Regions from separate parts of the Mus musculus genome. Here region 2 is linked to region 1. The links are chromatin contacts, called in public Hi-C maps. All regions are on one chromosome and are shown on one strand. The core of a region is the stretch at or near the end of the contact, and the rest is flanking DNA. Distances in the headings are between cores, read along the strand shown. Region 1 has its middle 36 kb from the start of Alg2. Region 2 has its middle 6.3 kb from the start of Gm32544.

What was found. A called contact is a pair of places that touch in the nucleus more often than the background predicts.
Region 2: a contact with region 1 is called in a Hi-C map of the N1E-115 cell line, with 8 times the contacts expected there. The contact joins two enhancer-like sites. A contact is called at or near these places in 2 of 484 Hi-C or Micro-C datasets (the N1E-115 cell line and nephron progenitors) and 1 of 9 other capture datasets (embryonic stem cells).

Annotation. Positions count from the first base shown.
Region 1 is chr4:47,436,518-47,439,247 of GRCm38.p6, forward strand. No RefSeq gene overlaps it. Among named protein-coding and RNA genes, the nearest start is that of Alg2, 36 kb to the right of the region's middle. Within about 2 kb of position 1,339, at least 180 of the 459 cell types and tissues checked have an H3K27ac peak or open chromatin away from gene starts, as enhancers often do. A contact at or near this core is called in the N1E-115 cell line, where this site is marked.
Region 2 is chr4:47,643,853-47,646,587 of GRCm38.p6, forward strand. No RefSeq gene overlaps it. Among named protein-coding and RNA genes, the nearest start is that of Gm32544, 6.3 kb to the left of the region's middle. Within about 2 kb of position 1,334, at least 15 of the 459 cell types and tissues checked have an H3K27ac peak or open chromatin away from gene starts, as enhancers often do. A contact at or near this core is called in the N1E-115 cell line, where this site is marked.

The DNA.
Region 1 (2,730 bases), core at 89-2,588:
CTGTAATCCCAGCACTGGGGAGACTGAGGCAGGGGGACAGCTGAGAGTTCCAAGTTGGTCTCAGGTATCTCCTACCTCCTAAGTGGTTTTCATAGACAGGAGCTTGGCTTTTGCGAAGCACACATGACAGACAAAGCTCACTTCCCAGGTTTTCCTCATGAAGGCCAGAAAGCAACTGTGCCACTCACTTTAATCTCTCTTTCTTATTAATTTATTTATTCACTTTGCATCCTGATCAACCCCCTTCCTCCACTCCCCCCAGTCTCACCCTTACAAATCCCTCTCCCCCATTACTCCCTCATCTTCTCCTTAGAGAAAGTAAAGCCCCCTGGGGTACCACCCCACCCTGAGACATCCAGTCCTAGATGGACTACACACCCCTTTTCCTGAGGACCAACCAGGCAGTCCAAGTAGAGGAAGGGGATCCAATGGCAGCCACAGGGTCAGACAGCTCAGTTGTTAGGGGACCCACATGAAAACCAAGCTGCACATCTGCTACAAGTGTATAGGGAATCTAGGTCCAGCCCACTGGTTAGTGGTTCGGTCTCTGTGAACCCCCACAGGCCCAGGTTAGTTGTGGTGTCTTTGACCACTCCGGCTGGCTTAATCCTATCCCCTACTCTTCCACAGGACTCCCCACAGGCCACCTGATGCTTGTGTCTGCTTCCATCTGCTCCTAGGTAAAGCCTCTCAGGAGACATATGTCTCCCCTTTTCAATAAGGTAGTATGAAATACAGAGAAAGTATATGTGAAGCACCCTAAGGGGCAGGGCAGAGGGAGGGAGGATGGCAGTGTTCCCACTCCGGCAGGCTGTACGAGCAGGGAGCTTCCCCGGGGCTGATTCTCTTGGAAGCCCAGCCCTAGAGAAGACACGCTGGACTGGTGTTTCCCATAATACTCCTGGGAGAGGGGAACATTGGACAGGCAGGCAGAGAAGCAAGCTCTGGAGCACGGTGCCCAGCTTCCCTGTGGCCTCATTCATACACCTGCCACACAGTGCCAGGAGACCTGGCGTTAAGGAGCCACCTTTCTCAAAGGAGCCCGATCCTCATGGAGATTGCCGCTGCTCTGAAAATATAGCGGGCGTGGCCATCCTCTCAGCTGACACACCCTTTGACCCCTTTGAATGCTTGGAGCTGGCAGATGCCTAGAGCTGAGGACACTTACATGTATGTTCAAACAAGTATAAGAAGCTGCACCCCCCGCCCCCTTCAGACAGAGCAGAGATGAACCAGAAGGCCCCCCGCCCCCATCTCCAGCAAAGGCGGGACAAGCCAGCTGCCTGGAGGAGGGGCATAAGAGTCAGTTCCCCACGGACGACTTCGTTGACAGCTGAAGGGTGAGGTGGAGCGACAAGGAGACACTCGCTCACCCTTCACCCCTCATGAGTGCTGGGGCAGCGCTGCTGGCTGGTCATTTCCCAAAAGCTTGCCAAAACAAGCGACATAAATCAAATTTTCATTTCATTCCTTCAGGCTCGACCCTTCCGTCAGGCACTCAACAGCTGCCTCCTGAGCAGATGTACAGCTCATTAGTCTATCGTGCCGCTAGAGCCAAGTCCAGGACCCCAACCCCCATTCCGGGGCGGGGGTTGGGGGGGGGGCGGTAGGGAAGGACGCTAGCAGCCTTTGTTCTTCCACTGTCGAGCACTTCGCATATCAGCCACCAGGGGGCGAAAGCTGCACATACATCGTTGGTTCCCAGAGCCAGCTCAACCCTACAACCCTCTCGCCTGGCGTTTGGAAGGCGATCAGGGAGGGATGGTGAGACCTTCCTCTACCTCCAGAGCTTTTCAAGCCTTTAACGTGTAGGAATATCTTGTTTGGTGCGAGGATGCTTGGTTTAGGCAGACAGAACTGGATTCAGATGCCTGGTCTGATGCTCTCAGCCTTTGGGCCTTCATGATGAAATGTGATGGTATCGCTTGCTGTGGGACCCCACCCGGTGATCCTGAGGCTAACGTGAGGCAGATGAAGTGAGGAGCAGCTAAGCATCGTGACAAGGAAGTTCTCTAGGGACATAGAGTGCATGCAATTTCTCATGTCTTTATTTTCTCTTACTATGTCTCATTAACCACACATTTAAGCCTCTTATTTAATATAGATGAACAGAATCATATTCAGAATATCTCTGTGTTCTCTGTCTCTCTCAGACACACGCACGCACACACACACACACACACACACACACACACACACACACACACACACACACACGTCTCTGTCTCTCCAGGGCTGGAGATAGAAACCAGGGCCTTGCACATGCTCAGTAATTACTCTACCATTGAGCTATGTTCTCAGAGTCGTCTTTCTTCTCTAAAACAAACCAAGCCAAGAAGCGCCATGTGTTTATCTGTAAATCAACATGTCTATAAATCGATTCCACCAGTTGTCCCCATCCTTAAGTGTGGAGTCCAAGAAGCAGCAATAGGTTGGAGAGTGAAGCTGTTTCTGTTGTGCCTGTGGCTCACCCGTTCTCTCCCTTGTGGACCTGTGGTCCTCTCCCTACTCTACCCAGGATCCTCCCCTCCCCCTGCTTCCTTTGCTGCTGCGACTCAAGGTGGAGTCGCCTCCGCTACCCCCACAATTCTGACATTAGCAACCTGCCCCAGGTGACTTTCTAAAGGGAGGTGGGTTCCTGCCACATTCTCCTTGGAGGCATCACAGTTGCGTTTTGCCTGTTGACAAAGCTTGACAGCAGGCATCCAGGCCCTTAGAGCTGCATGTACT
Region 2 (2,735 bases), core at 84-2,583, 210 kb after region 1:
GCAGTCTCCATTTCATCAACATGGTTAGAGACAGGGGAAGGGCTTGTTTTATAGAAAGGAAAGGAATGGTTACAGAGCAGCAAATGATATCAGTTCTCTGTGAGACAGACATCACCTGTGACTCTCACCTACGGTATCAATACTTGGTTTACTGCTAGCAATGCTTCTGTAGTTGTCCTGATCAAGTCGAGGTGAAGTTCCATAGGCCTGGAATCTCATCAAGGAACAGTTCACATCTTGGAATAAGGGGTCTTGACTCAATCATTTCATGAATGTAAGTGTGAGAAGCACAGGGACTGGGCAGGCAGTGTGGATACTGCCTATGGGTACCAAAGATTCACAAGGCCTCAGATCTATATGGGTTGCACATGATAGCAACTCAACTCCAGATGTTTTGCACACATAAGTAAAAGAACCTGTTAGCTCACAGGGCCATGGGATTGAAGGGGTTTTCCTTTAGGGTGGCTGGATTTTAAGTTCGCACAGCATCCAGAAGCTCTCCCATCCCCTCTGTCTCTCTCATCTTCGACTGCCTGCCTGTGTATGGGCTCCATTCCAAAGCAAACCATTTCCTCAAAGACCAGAGGACCATTGGCTTCATTAACAAAAATTCCAGGGTGATATATATTGGTACTGCATGGGTCCCAGATCTGGTCCTGCCCTGAGTTCTGAGAAGGCAGAACAAACCAAGAGGAGGATGTCCTGGTACTTGCAAAACACTTTACTGACTGGGCTATCTCTGGGTTTGTTAAAGCAAAGGATTCCCAAGAAACCCTGACAGGAGTGGGAAGGGAGTCACTGAGGTGGTAGAATGGGCACTGAATGAGGCCTGTTTTTATGTAAGCGTGAAATGTGAATAGAATTCCAGGTCTATTTCTGACCCACTCTGTCCCTCTTCGACAAATCGTTTCTGGGGTCTTTCCCTCCCAGTTGCCAGGATGTCGTATAGGATTGAGGTAAAACACATGGGGTCAAATTGCCATGGTAGCCTTGACTGCTGTCAGTAGTGACTAAGAGCTGTGTTCAGAAACTCAGCCTCCCAACAGACAGTTCAAATGTGGACACACTGTGCAGTGAGGGTCAGCCATATATAGCACAGAAACACATTCTAGAGAAGAATCACTTAAATCTGAAATGTGAACTTTGAAGAAAAGGACAGAGTGTGGCATGTAGGAAAGCAGGCACACTCTGGAAGTGCTCGGAGCAGAGAGGACAATCATGTAGGAGGGAAAGCTGGGACACAGGCCTCTGCTGAGTGTTCAGCAGGAGGAGACTCTGGGTGTGGCCTTTCTAGGCCCTGGCCATTCCCAGACCTCTCCACTTTTGGTTTTACACTGTGAGGGCCAAGGAGTTGGGTGAGGCTCCAGGCAGATGGCAACCACACACCACAGCCACGCTCCCTGCTGACACTGAGGGCTGTCTGGTTTTCCTCACTGTCATGTTGGGCTCTAAGTCACCCACTTAAGTCACCACTGGACAGGGAGAAGCTTGCAGCCTGCTTGCCAGAGCCCCATCCACCTCAGCCATTAGTGTGTTTAACAGCACTGGCCCCATGCTGACTTCTGACATGCAGCAATTAATCCCTCTCCACTCAGAAGGGGCTATTCACAGAGCTTGATTCAAAAACATTACTGTTCCAGTTTGGGAAAAAAATGCTCCATTGTTGACTAGGTAAGCCATTTGTTGTTTTGGGAAAAGCCTCTGGTCTTCACCCTACCTTTTATATAAATCCTAGGCGCATTATGGATTTACATATAATGTATGGTGTCACAAAGACTTTATAAGATGAACACTTAAGCAACATTTATATATGCTGAGAGCAGAAAGGTCTGTTCTGTTGCCAGAGGCAGAATAAGATTAAGGCTCATGAATTTCTTCATATAAAAATGTTTATACATGTGTGGCTCCAGTCAATAGAATAAATGTGTTTAAATGTAAATAAAATGACAGGTTTGAGGTTGGCACTTACAATGTCCGAGGGTCGCTACCTTACAACAAAGTCCAGGGTGCTGATAGTAATGGCATTAGTTAGTATTTATTTCTACGGGCCAGGCATTGCATTACCACGTGAACTCTATTTAATTTACAAAGGAAAAGAAATCAAATGGCAAAGAAACACAAAAGAAGTGGTCTGTTTTACTTCTGCAAGTGAATGTTCGCACTCATGGGTTGCTGTTGGGAACCTTCAAAAAAAAGGGGAAATTGTCAAAAACCAAAGCAGAAATCCATCCCCATGTCTAGGAGTGTGCCCTGGCAAAATAATTAAGAATACGCAAAATGATAGAGCTATGAGATGCTGTTTTCACAGTAAAGATAGGAGTCAATTTAAATGCTCAGTAACGGAAGGTTTGTTAAGTAAGCTGTCATACACCCATATGAGTGAGAGCTTAACCCGGCACACATTGAGCATCATGCGGCAGCTGTGCGTTTGCTAAGAGGTTCCCCATCTATTGTTTACAAATAGAAGCAAACTCTAGAACTGTACATTCAACATGCAAAGCACCCCTCTCAAAAAATAGGGGGCGGGGGAGAAAAAGCCTAGGGAGAAATAGACCAAACACCACAGCGATAAAGTTGTCTCCAGGTGGTAAAATTAGAGGAGGCTTTAATTTTTCCCATTTCTGGTTGTGCAAAATCTTTTCTAAGTTTTCTGTACTGGGTGGCTATTGCTATGAAATAATGTCACTGCTCACTGACAATTCCTGTGAGGATTGGACAGTGCAATAGAACGTGCT